Linked DNA regions of Mus musculus: regions 1 and 3 are each linked to region 2. A link is a contact called in public HiChIP or PLAC-seq and promoter capture Hi-C data. All regions are on one chromosome and are shown on one strand. The core of a region is the stretch at or near the end of the contact, and the rest is flanking DNA. Distances in the headings are between cores, read along the strand shown.

What was found. Promoter capture Hi-C pulls out the DNA fragments that hold promoters and counts their contacts. HiChIP or PLAC-seq counts read pairs in DNA pulled down with a chosen protein or histone mark.
Region 1: a BATF HiChIP or PLAC-seq map of CD8 T cells shows a contact between it and region 2, with 6 read pairs. The contact joins the enhancer-like site here to the promoter of Fbxo43 in region 2. A contact is called at or near these places in 9 of 39 promoter capture datasets (the 3T3-L1 cell line, embryonic stem cells, hematopoietic stem and progenitor cells and 4 more), 1 of 484 Hi-C or Micro-C datasets (memory CD8 T cells), 4 of 115 datasets of contacts at active chromatin or transcription factors (CD8 T cells, bone marrow-derived macrophages, craniofacial prominence and 1 more) and 4 of 9 other capture datasets (adipose tissue, liver, macrophages and 1 more).
Region 3: a contact with region 2 is called in a promoter capture Hi-C map of liver, with 2.9 times the contacts expected there. The contact joins the enhancer-like site here to the promoter of Fbxo43 in region 2. A contact is called at or near these places in 11 of 39 promoter capture datasets (the 3T3-L1 cell line, cranial neural crest, embryonic stem cells and 6 more), 3 of 484 Hi-C or Micro-C datasets (liver, olfactory sensory neurons and uterus), 3 of 115 datasets of contacts at active chromatin or transcription factors (bone marrow-derived macrophages, embryonic stem cells and fetal liver) and 2 of 9 other capture datasets (adipose tissue and liver).

Annotation. Positions count from the first base shown.
Region 1 is chr15:36,393,503-36,397,392 of GRCm38.p6, forward strand. No RefSeq gene overlaps it. Among named protein-coding and RNA genes, the nearest start is that of Gm34150, 21 kb to the left of the region's middle. Within about 2 kb of position 1,624, at least 54 of the 459 cell types and tissues checked have an H3K27ac peak or open chromatin away from gene starts, as enhancers often do. A contact at or near this core is called in CD8 T cells, liver, memory CD8 T cells and 1 more, where this site is marked.
Region 2 is chr15:36,162,502-36,166,386 of GRCm38.p6, forward strand. It overlaps Fbxo43 (F-box protein 43), which reads right to left and starts at 2,360. Exons shown (of 5, transcript NM_001081253.2): 1 at 1,969-2,360; 2 at 1-668. The coding sequence starts at 558.
Region 3 is chr15:36,417,808-36,421,986 of GRCm38.p6, forward strand. No RefSeq gene overlaps it. Among named protein-coding and RNA genes, the nearest start is that of Gm34316, 37 kb to the right of the region's middle. Within about 2 kb of position 2,519, at least 13 of the 459 cell types and tissues checked have an H3K27ac peak or open chromatin away from gene starts, as enhancers often do. A contact at or near this core is called in liver, where this site is marked.

The sequences.
Region 1 (3,890 bases), core at 374-2,873, 230 kb after region 2:
AACCAAAACAAACCAAACCAAACCAAACCAAACCAAACCAAAACAAAACAAAACAAAACAAAACAAAACAAAACAAAACAAAACAACAAACCTGTAGCAGTGAGTTTAGCTACACTGCTTTGACCTCTGGTAGGTGTACAAGGCGCTCTCTGGATTCATGAATGGAACACACATACACACACCCCAGTTAGTTTTAAAATTCCTTGGCTACCTCAAAGGCTGGGTACTCCTAAGCCTACCCTGCTACCCAAGACCCACTCAGGGAAGTGTCCGGTGGCCACTCACTCAAATTTTTACATGGCTGGTTAGTTTTCTCTCCTCTCTCCCTCATCCTAGCCTACCCCGTCTCCCTTTGCCCAGCTCTTGGCTGCTGGCATCTTTATTGATCAATCAAAAACCAACTGGGGACAAGGACCTTCAGCATTTGGACATACAGATTCCCCATGAAATTAAAGCGTTAGAACCAATCTCCAACAAAAATCCAAAATCTCAGAAAAAACAATACCAAACACTGCAAATCCTCTTGTATTTGAGCATACCTGAGAAATTGAAAGCATTGTGAAAATCTGGTCCCCAGAGTGCCCCAGACAGGTGAGCAGGTTCACTGCCCTCTGGCTCCTGAGGTTTTTTCCTACCTGCTCTTACAAGCATTTTCATGGTGATCATTCCTATTTGTTCATTTGCTCGTGTGTTCTGTGGGACTCAGGCTTTAATCTAGAACTGCAGGCAGGCCAGACAGGCAGGCAGGCCAGTGCTCAGCACAAGCTACACCTGCACCTCTGAGGTTTGCATTTTTTACCTCAAATAGAAGACTCCTCTCCTGCTTTCAAGGGTCACATGGTGAAAAGTTTGAATGGATCAGAGAAGAGGAAACACTTCTCAAGAGAAGGTGTACTAATTTATATTCTATTGGTATGATAAGCACCATGACAAAAAGCAATTTGGGGAGGAAAGGATTTATTCAGCTTACACTTCTACATCTTTGAGAGAACCCAGAGCAGGAACTCGAGGCAGGAACCTGGAGACAGGAACCAAAGCAGAGGCCATGAAGGAATACTACCTACTGGCTTGTTCCTCTGGCTTGCTCAATTTGCTTTTGTATACATCCCAGGGCTAACTGCCCAGAGGCATCACTCATGGTGGGCTGGGTCTTTCCATTTCACTCATAAATTAAGAAAATGCCTCACAGACTTGCCCACATGCCAATCTGATGGAGGCATTTTCTTTCTTCTCAGATGACTCCAGATTGTATGAAGTTGATCAAAAGATGCTAACAAGCACACGGGCTAGTTGTCTCTTCATTTCTTTCCTCATCTCTCAGATTCTAACTTGAGAACTCCAGACACACCACAAAGCATTGGTTAAGGATCCCCTCAAACACCCAAATGTTAAAAGGTCCTAACTGTCTTCACATGCCTTCTTCTTGAGGCTTCTTGCTTGGTGGTCCCGTGGCTCTTGAGGCCAAAGGGATGAAAAGTGAACATGTGTCCACAGCTGGATAACTGGGGACATGAGTCAAGAGTGCTGAGTACATTCTTCTGTGTCCACAAAGATGGTTTCATCAGCATTAGAATCTGGTTGGGGAACATTTGTACAAACCCAGACTGATCCAAGCCACAGGGCTTGCCCAACCAATTGTGCAACACTGAGTATTCGTTCAATGCTGATCATACCTGTGGGTCAGCTATCAGAGCTCAGTGGTTCCCACAATAACAAGACTCCTTCTGATGACAAAAATCCCTTTCTCTCAGAAGAGTAGCAAGTAGTAAGCCCTAGGGAGTCAGGTGATTGTTTCTTTGTTTCTTTGGGTTTTTTGTTTGTTTGTTTTTGTTTGTTTTGTTTGTTTGTTTTTTAGTATAGAATAGAGTTTATTCAGGGCATATGGAGGGAAGTTAAGAGGGTAGTAGAGGCAGAGAAAGGCAGAGAGAATAGAGAAGAGTAATAGAGGCTGGCCATGAGCACGTGGCGAGAGAGGGGGAAGGGAATGGAGAGAGAAGGTGGAAGGGAAAGCAAGAACAAGAGAAACCAAGAGAGCAGGAGCAGAAGTCAGTTTTTGAGGAGCGGCAGAAAAGTTTCTAGGCAAAGGCCAGGGAGAGGATGGCATTCCAGGAGAGGAAGAGTGTGAGAGCAGCCCTTACTGCCGTTTAACTGTCCTTCGATCCCAGCGCCTGGCAGGCAGCAGCAGGGGGATAGTGAGTTCCAGTCAGTCTTGGTCCTATAGAGAGTACTCCCAACAGAAGGGAGGGGAGCTGAGCTTTCTGCACCGAAGTCTATAATCACCTAGAGGGAGGGCCGGGCCAGAGTGGTTTCCCTTTCGGTCATAACATTTGCATAATTGACAACCTGTCCTGTTTTCCACTTCTTGACCACCTTCTGAGAGTGGTTAATGAGAACCAATCACAGGTCTAGGTTACTCACAAGTCAGCCCCCAATCTCATGCCATCAGAACTGGTCTGTGTTCCATTTCCATAAGAAAGGAAGATGAACTTTGAGCGATAAAGCCAAAAAGCTCATTCCACTGTCTGTCTCCTCTTGATATTATCTGGCAGGTTTTTTTGGGTCTTGTCCACTAAAAAATCTCAGTTTCCTCTAAATCTCTGAAATCTCACCACACGGCCACTGCACTGAATCTTTTGAATTATGGAAGCTTTAATGCAACAAAGCAGTCACTTCTTGCTCACACACTGAGTCATATACTACAAGGCAGCTCTGTGATACACCAAGAAATTTCTACTCTCTTCTCCCACAAACACACCCACCCACACTTTTCCCCTGGCCTCCTGACATCAACACACACATCAGATCATCAGATTTCCCCTCAAAACACCAGCTTCCACCTGCCACTGTGGGACTTCTTAAGTCACCATGTCAACTCGCCCATTTCCTGCTCTGGCTTGTAAAGGGCCAGCACCTGATGCTCTGTTTGTTCTGTAAAAGTTAAATGTCACCCTCTGATGTTTGCTGACTTTGAAGTCCCTTGGCCACAGTACATGGCAAAAGTTGCCTGTCTCCAACAGGTTCCTCCTCCTGCCCCGTTGGGTAAGCAGTAGATTACTTCCTCTAGACTTATTATGAATGGGGGCAGTCTAAGTGCATTTGAATATTTTGACTCAGGGAACACTCACAACAAGCATTTCAGGTCAGAGCAATCATGTACCCATTTCACAGACAAGGAAACAGAAAGTTTGGAGAGGCTAAGCTACCACCTGTCCAAGGTCACTCAGTCACTGTACTCCCAGCCACGGGGGGCTTTCTCTTCCCTATCTCTTATTTTCTTCGTTTCAGAATAACTCTGATTGGATCAAGTTCTACCAACAACTCTTTCTGTGCTGGACACTATGTTATGCACTTGGGAGTCAAAGATGAGTTCACTGAAAGTCTTTCCTGTAGCCCAGCAGACGGGAATAGGTGGGCCAGGAAGGGAGGCCAGAGCAAGGCACTGTGGGCAGACTTGGAAGGGCAAGCGGGAGCCTGTGCCGCCTACTGTGGCGTCTGAGTGGGTGGGCGTGATAGTGCTGGGTAAACCCACAGTCTTTCTTCCACTGGAACAGATGATGGTCTCTGCTTCCTCTGTCACTTTCTTTGGTTTTGAAACTTTTATTTCTTCCTCGTTTGCCCCAGAAGAGCAGACTTTAAACTTGACTGTGCCTACTATTTTGTCTCTGTATGTTTAAGGGTGGAACTAGGAAGATGGCTCAATGGGTAAGAGCTCTTACGGCGCAAGCATGAGGACTTGAGTTTGAGTCCCCACACCAGTATAAAAAGGGGCAGGGCCAGAATTGACTGTAACCCCAGTGTTGTGAAGACAGTGTTGGGTGGACAGGCAAGGTCCTAGGAGCATCCTGCTAGTTTCTGTACCCATTCCAAAGTTCCTCACATTCAGAGGTTGC
Region 2 (3,885 bases), core at 1,110-3,609:
CAAGCCACAGTTGTCTTTGGAATCTTCAATGGTGGAAGTCTTGTGCTGAGAAAAATGTAACCTTGAGTTCTGACTGTTGGAAACCACATCCTCTGTTTTTATCGTGCTGGTAACTAATGGGCTAAAGTTGTCTTCCTTTGGGAAACCTGAAGTGCTACCTGGCAAATGTTTTTCTAGGCTAACACCTTGGCTTATGTTACTTTCCAGAGATCTGCTTTGTGAATCAGAATCCCCCTTCAGAAGAGGGAAAGAAAAGTCTAGCCGCCTGCGTAATGTGCATTTTTTCCTTCTGAGTTTAGGAGTCTCACAAAGTTCTGGGCTTTTATCCTTTTCCTTCCTTAGGGACACAGACTTCATTATTTGACTGGGAGATACTGCAGAATTGGGGGAACCTAAACTTGGAGTTTCAGGATGCTCACAGGTTAGCATAGGCTCTTCTTCTTTCTTATTAAGGCTGCAAGATTCTGACAGCTCGTGATGGCCCCTATATTTAAAGGAGGATGTGGAACAAAAGTCTATGAGGCTGAGACCCTTGACAGTGACAGCAGAGGAGTCCATATTGCTTCCTGCTCTGTGGCTGGCTGAGTGCCTTTGGGATATCTTCAAGCTCTCTGTTTTTACCAAGTAGATACAAGTTTATTCTTCCTTTGTGATGTGCAGCCAAGCAACTTATAACAAAATATATAATTTGTGTTAAATATAGATAATAGGAAATTATGTGATTTTTTTCAAGTTACTTAAAAACAAATTTTCATAATAAACTGTCCTAAATGTCCTACTTAAAATACCACCTTGCTATAAACTGTATTATATTCTGATTACTTGACAACCATAGGCAAAGCACCAAGCACAAATATTTACTTGAACTATTCTTAACAAAAACATACCAGCCTTATTTTCAGATTATTTTGTTACTGTATGATTTTAGTTAGCAAGTGTATATTCGGTTGCAACATTCTAATGTCTCTGTGTTCAGTTATTTCCTTTCAAAGCTCACCAGGCGAGGCTGGGGCTGCGGCTCAGAGGTCAAGAGCTTTTGCACTGCTCTCACCAGATACCCAGGCTCGGTTCCCAGCTCACATCCTCATGTTCAATAGTGTCTCTATGTATGTCTCTATGGGCACTGTACTCATGCACATACACAGACATACATAATTAAAAATAAATCAGAAAAAAACCACTATGTTTTTTCTTTTTAACATTTATTTGTGGGTGACACACATGCAAACATAGCATGCCATAGAAGTCATTTCTCTCGTTCGGCCACATGGACTTAGACATGTATGGTATGTAAGTTAAATATGTAGTTTAAATATTACAAAATAACCTGCTACAAAAACCACAAGATCCGAGGCTCACTGCTATAAAGCAAAGTGATTTTTAAGCCTCTTCCGCTTTTGGGCAGTTTTGACTTCTGATCCCCTGTGCTTATGACTAACTTCTGCGCATGCCTGGTAGGACAAGATGATTAAGCTCTGCTTTCTACAAATTGCTCCAAATAGTAAGTTACAATGTTTCCTCTCATAAATCACTTTCTCCTGAAAAAATATTAATTCAATCAATTTGCGAAAGTTAGAGCATGTGCATTTACTGTATTGTATTGAATTTTATTCCATGTGAAATTTATTCTAAAAGTGACCTGTTCTGCCACTTCACCACTAGGTGCCTCACCAGCATAAGATTTGGGAAATGGAAGCTAAAAACCGTTGGGAATAAAGTAGGAGCCCTGATACACGCTCCCTACTTGGGAAAACCAGAGACTCTGTCGCTGCCTTCATCCTCATCTTGCTTATACACCAAAATGCCTGCTTCAAACTTTGAAAATTATTCATGCAACCACAGGCTGATGAATCAAACAAACCTTTTGATGGCAAAAAAAAAAAAAAGTTCTGATAAATCACTCAGAACTCCTATCTACAAAGACTTACGCAAAATAAAAAAAAATAAAAATAAAAAAAAAAGACTTACGCCCTATACAAGTCAGAAAACTGCTTCGTTAAACCGATGCTCTCATTAAAGTGGAATATCTTACCACCAGTCAACCTTGAGTTCTTAAGACATGTCAAAGTAAGGTAGGCTTCCAAACAACAAAGTCTGTCATCTTTGCCTTTAAAGTTCATGCCGAGGTACCACCACTTAAGAGAAAAACCTCAACAATTAACGGAGCCCGGAGCAGCGCCGGGACGGCTTCAGGAGGGGCAGCGGCTGGGAAGGTCAAGTCGCTCGGAATCTCTCCGCCCCGCAGCAGCCGCACTCTCCGGCCTCTCTCCAGCCAGTCTTGGACCTGGGGGAATCTCCCGACTAGAGACCAGAGATGCCCCCCCACCGGAGCTGCCGAGCCGTCTGCTGCGGGCGGGACTAACGGTCGTCACCCGGACGTGCGGGCGGGCGTGCGGGCGGGAGACGCCCCTGGGAGGAGGGCGGAGCGGCTGCGGGCCGGCGCACCTGGGCCGCGCCGCCCACCTGAGCCGGGAGCCTCGGCCGAGCCCGCCCCTGCCACCTTTCCCCGCCCAGGGCACCACCCTCCCCACCTTCCGTCTGAGCGCTCGCCCCGCCTCCCCGCCCTCATCCCTTCGCAGCTCCGCCCTGCTCCATCCAGCTCTCTGTTGGTCCCTGCATCACTGCGTGCGACCAGACTGGAGGGACGCATCGGTTAGAAAACCTGCAGTGCCAGGCATCATCCCTGGAAGTGTTTCGCCCGATGTACAAAGTCAAAGAATCCTATCAACAGCTTTGGATAGTAAAGGCGTAAATACAGCATAAGGACGGAGAGGTTGACTTCCTAACTATTTGATTTTGGGTTAAGAGAGTGGCAGTGGTCCCTGGGAGTCCACTTGAACTTGTTAGGTAGCCAAGACTGTCCTGGAACTCCTGATTTTCCTGCCTTCATCTTCCAATGGCTAGGATTACAGGAGTGCCCCAATAAACCCAGCAACACCCCCCAACTTTGGTTTTGGTTTTGTGTGTGTGTGTGTGTGTGTGTGTGTGTGTGTGTGTGTGTGTGTGTGTGTGTGTTTAAGACCGTGTCACATGAAGTCCAGGCTGGACTTGAACTCCCGATCCTCCTCATTCCACCTTCCAAGTTCTGGCGTGTGCCACCACACCTGGTTAATGATTTTTTTTAAAAATAGTTTATGATTTTGCCCTCGTTTCTACAGTGAACAAATATATAAATTTTGTGAATAGACAAAAAAGAAAAAAGTTGTGAGTCACACCTCTATAGTCTCTGCAGTCAGGAGGCAGAGGATCTCCATAGAGACCAGCCATGTCTACATACCAAGTTTCAGGTCAGCCTAAGCTACATAGCCACTGACCTGAAAAAAAAAAAAAAAAAACCAACAAAACAAAAGTTATGAATAAATGAGTGACTGTGTTTATTGGTTTCAGACATTCCTTTTTAGGGATCAGAAACAGCCAAGAACCTATCACACCAAATACATTTAAAGTCTTGGCTTTCATTCAGTGTTCCAAGAATGCACAGCCTGACCCCCATCGCCTGTCTAGCTGGTCTTCTCCGAGCAGAGACTCTTTTCTTCCTGGGACCACTGCAACAAGACATTCCACCTAGGCAGTGTTCAAAGTTTTATCTTCTCCAAATTGACACAGGTCTCAATCAGAACCTCAGCTGCCACCTTTAAGCTAGTAACAACCACTACCCTCTTCTCTGAGGATTCTCCTTAGCGTTGACAAATAGGCTTAAAATACCCAAACTCAAAAGTAAGCTCAAGCTACATGCTATTCATGCAAAGATGAACAGGGCACAGTTTCTTAATGAGGCTTGTTTATAAACAGGTGAGAGTGCCCTCACTCCCTAGGGCACTGGGCAGGTGCTAACCATTAAACCAGTTAGAATTTGACAGCTCAGCTGATAAGGGCACTTGCTAC
Region 3 (4,179 bases), core at 1,269-3,768, 260 kb after region 2:
CAGCTAGAATATTTGTGCTTTCCTCCAGGCAGAGGTAAACATGCTTGTTCATTTAGTGTCACAGGAACAAAATCATTAAACACTAAACACATTAAACATTAAAGTCTATAGACTTTCTCTTCCTAACGCCAGACAGGGTCATGATTTCACTGAAGCGGGTATGGGGGTGACAGTTGCCACACAAATTGCAACTGACAGACCACTCCTAGGGACCTTTTCTTCTCGGCAATTTACACTGTCACTGTTGTCTACAAGGCCATTCTTCCTGGCTACTCAGTCACCCTTTGTGTAACTTTCCCTCATTTCAACTGTCCCTGGCTGGGCTGAGGGACAGGCAAGCTCTGGAAGCCACAGACAGGAGTCACTTTTTTCTTTTCTTCATTCAGTCCAGGCACATCAGTCCTGGAGACAAGGAACGAGCCCTCCCCTTCCTCTCACTTCCTCTGACATTTCTGCTGCCAACATGACGCCCTGACTTTTCCTTCTAGAATAAAATTCTGTATCTGTTGTCATTGGAGGGAACACAAAGACTGAAATCACTGAACAACCATCATAGAGGTTCTATTACCAGGGAAATGGGGTCCTCTCTTGAAGTTCTTAGTCTCATGATTAAAAGAATTTTAAATGTGGGCTATAAGTGGAGGCTTAAGGACAATTGGGTTAATTTAAAAGCAAAATCTCAGGGCAGGGATGTTATAAATCTTGACAGCTACTTGGAGGAGGAAAATGAAGAAAAGATGGAAAAAAGTCATAAGTTTGAGTTAAGTGGCATGGAGGTCAGCCACACAGCAAACAAGAAGGCCTATGGCACAGAGGGGAACCTTAGAGAAACTAAAAGTACCAAAAAATAAAACACACGTGGACTCTGACTGGCAACTGAAAAACAGATGGAAAAGAAAAAGGAATAGGGACAGAAAGGTGGGCAGACCCAACAGAATTGCACAGCAGCTTGTAGATACTTCGGGAGCAGAGGGGATTCTGGGAAAGAGAAGTATATTATCTTATTGAAAGAACAGTTATTCCTACCAACTCTTTAGCATGGTTTAAGATGGGCCCATCTTCCTGGGTGGCAGTAAAGGTAATTGACCTGTCCAACTGGATTAACTTTTACTGCAAAAGACAATGGCTTCTCTCCACCTGAAGGTGGATTCCATTCCTTACTATGACCACTCCCTACTGAAAAGGTAAACCTAAAATCATTTAAGAGATGGGGTGAAATTGGAACTTAATAGAACTCATGTTTTATGAAAATCAAGAGGGAGATCCAGCTCCAAAGATTTTTACCCGAATGACTGATGTCTGCACTGGAGTTCCAGTCCCCACCTTCACACAGAGCCTCTAGGCAAGGGTGCTCATTTAGGCAGAGACAAGAAACCAGAGCATTTGAGCCAAGGACAGCTCTGGAACTGCGGTTCTCAGCGCACCTCTCCTTGAGCTGCCTGTCGGGTTTCTATCTCTGGGTCTCTATGTGAGTGGAGTGTAACGTGAGATTTGTGCTGTAAATTTTTTGGGATAGCATTTGAAATGTAAATGAAGAAAATACCTAATAAAAATTGAAAAAAGGAAAAAAAAATGAAGGTAAGAAGGGATGGCACTTACTCCTAATCTTGACATTTTCAAGTGAGTTGCTGCTTCCAGGAGTTTGACATCCCGGGGGATTTCCTCCTTCCTGTGACTGCCAGCATTTAACAGGGACCAGCTAGCAAGAAGGCTGGTGCATACCCGTGTCCCAGCAACACAGTGGAGAGAGGGGGTCAAAGCTGAGAAGTGCTGGCCTACTAGCCACCAACTAACACGCTCTGCCTCTTGGTTTCAACCTCGCACAACCCTGAGAGTTTGAGCCAGCACTGTTGAAGCCTCCCTTTACTCTGCTCGGTGTCTTGCTGAGGTCCTGGGAAAGTAGGCTGGGCTTCCCAAATCTTCTGAGTACCATCCTGTACCTTGTCCCTTAGGTCACGGCTTAGGAGGCAGCTGCCCACTCAAGGGAGCCATGGGCGGGCGGGCCTGATGAATCAAAGCATTGGGAAAACGGGACACGTTCAGCAAACTTAGCATGCACAGACAGCTGGGCCAACCTCTGGCTCACTGCCTCTTCTATCTCGCACAAACAATTCCATTCGTGGAGAGTTTCTACTATTGCTGGAGATCTGCAGGGTACCTGGAATGTTCTGGGTACTGCCCTTTCCAGAGAATGGATTAGCAGAAATTCCCTTACTTTCTGTCACCAGGAGTTATCTGACTTTCTGGCACAAAGATAGCATTGGCTGGGTTTCTTGCTCTCGCTTGCACACAGGAAAGGTATGCGGAATGCAGGTGAGAGATACAAGCCAAGAGCACAGCGTTTTCCCAGTGCCACATGGTGCCCAGAGCCCTGCTCTCGACCGAGCTGCCTCTGTCTTTGCTTCACAAAAGCAGCTTGCCTGACGGACCTTCGACTTAGAAGACAAGATGACCTTGGGCTGGCCAGCCATTTCACATATTGATCTTCTACTTGTGGCTAGAACATTTTATACTTTGGTCTGCCTGCTTCCAGCTTACACAACCAAGCTAATTTCTGACTCCTGGGGTTTGGCCAGGATGACAGTGTTAGGGATAGAAACTCAAACAAATATAGGGGTTTTTATGATGAACCCCACCCTACCCCCACCCCAGTCTGAGTGCCAACATTCTTAAGCAACTGCTGGAGGAGTCAGGTCCAGATGGCAGGCTGTCCTGTGGGCTTGGAATCCCCCCTGGAGGTTCCCTGGGCCTCCCTGTGTGAGCATCTCTGATCAGGAACTGAAGAGAGAAGTGTCTTAGGGATGGCTCCATTGGAGTTGGGGCTGGGTGACCTCAGGAACCTGCCTTGGATGCATCTGGGGAAGAAAAGCTGTTACCTGAAAAGGGGCTTTTTGTGGGGCTCTGTTCTAGACCTCATGGAAACTTACTTTTGAGATCTAGAGGTCTTAGCAGGAGGAAAGCCTGCTCCACATGGGTGGTTTCCTTGTGGGCTACAGAAGGCGACTGCCAAGGTCTAGGCTGCAGGTGGCCAAGGAGACGGAGCTGGAGGTGAGACTTCCATAGCAGTTCCTCAGGCCCTGGGGTGGTCTAACTGTTGTCATCCTCACAGACCCCTGCAGGTCTGCACCATGATCTACGCATATCTGGAGTGTGAATGAAGGTTGGGCATGCTTCCACTAGGACTCAGAGCTGCAGGTGTAGAAATGCTTACATCCCAGGCAGGGATGTTACTGTCCAGCTGTAACATTCATTTACATAAATGCAGCTACTACAATGTATTGCTGTAACTTGGGTTGGGTGCCAGGCCCTGGGGACAGAACTAGAAGAGCCTGGCATTACCTTTGATATGGGCAGGGAGTGGGGACAAAGCAAACATAACGACAATGCAGTATGAAGAGGATGATGTCTTGCTCTGTACAGTATGGGCCATGTTCTAAGAGAGGACTACCTAAATCAGACACACAAGACCAACAATAGCTTTGTGGAGGGAAGACAGGGAAGCCGAGATCTGGTGCTGTTTAAACCCTGGATACCCACCCAGTTTGTCCGTGCAGTTTCTTCTTGTCTCTGTCCAGCTTTGAACACGTGCCACTCTGTGAACCTCTCTTGTTGACCCCTTTTCTGTCTACCTTCCGCACCAAGTCTCTTGTTTTTCAATATCTTATTTTAGAGCATTGACTCTGAGCTAGGATCTCTACAAAGATTGTCTCATACCAACCCTATGAGATGGTGGTGCCAGACTGCCAGCGTTCAAACTCCAGCTGAGCCACTGCCAGCTTTGAGAGTTTGGGCAAGCAAGTTAAAAAACTGTCAGAGTGAGGCTGGAGTAAGTTAGCATCTGAGTGTGCTCAGAACGGATCCCGCCATGGTCTGGTACTATGTGAGTGTTAGCTGATAGTGGGCAACTTCCCGCTACGGTGGGATAGGGGTTGTCCCCAGCAAAACTCACATTGAGTCTTCATTTCCCTGTACTGCAGTGTCAGGAGGCGAGGCCTTTAGGAGGCATCTGAGGCATGAGGGATTTACCTCTGTGTATACATTCATGCCTTTCTTGAGAGATGAGGTTCGGTCTCTTGGGAATGAGCTGGGTCTCGTGAGACTGAATAAGCTTCTGTGAGACTCGCTGTCCTACAGCAAGGCTGCTTGCCCAAGTACTCTTCCTTATTGCTCTAATGTGGG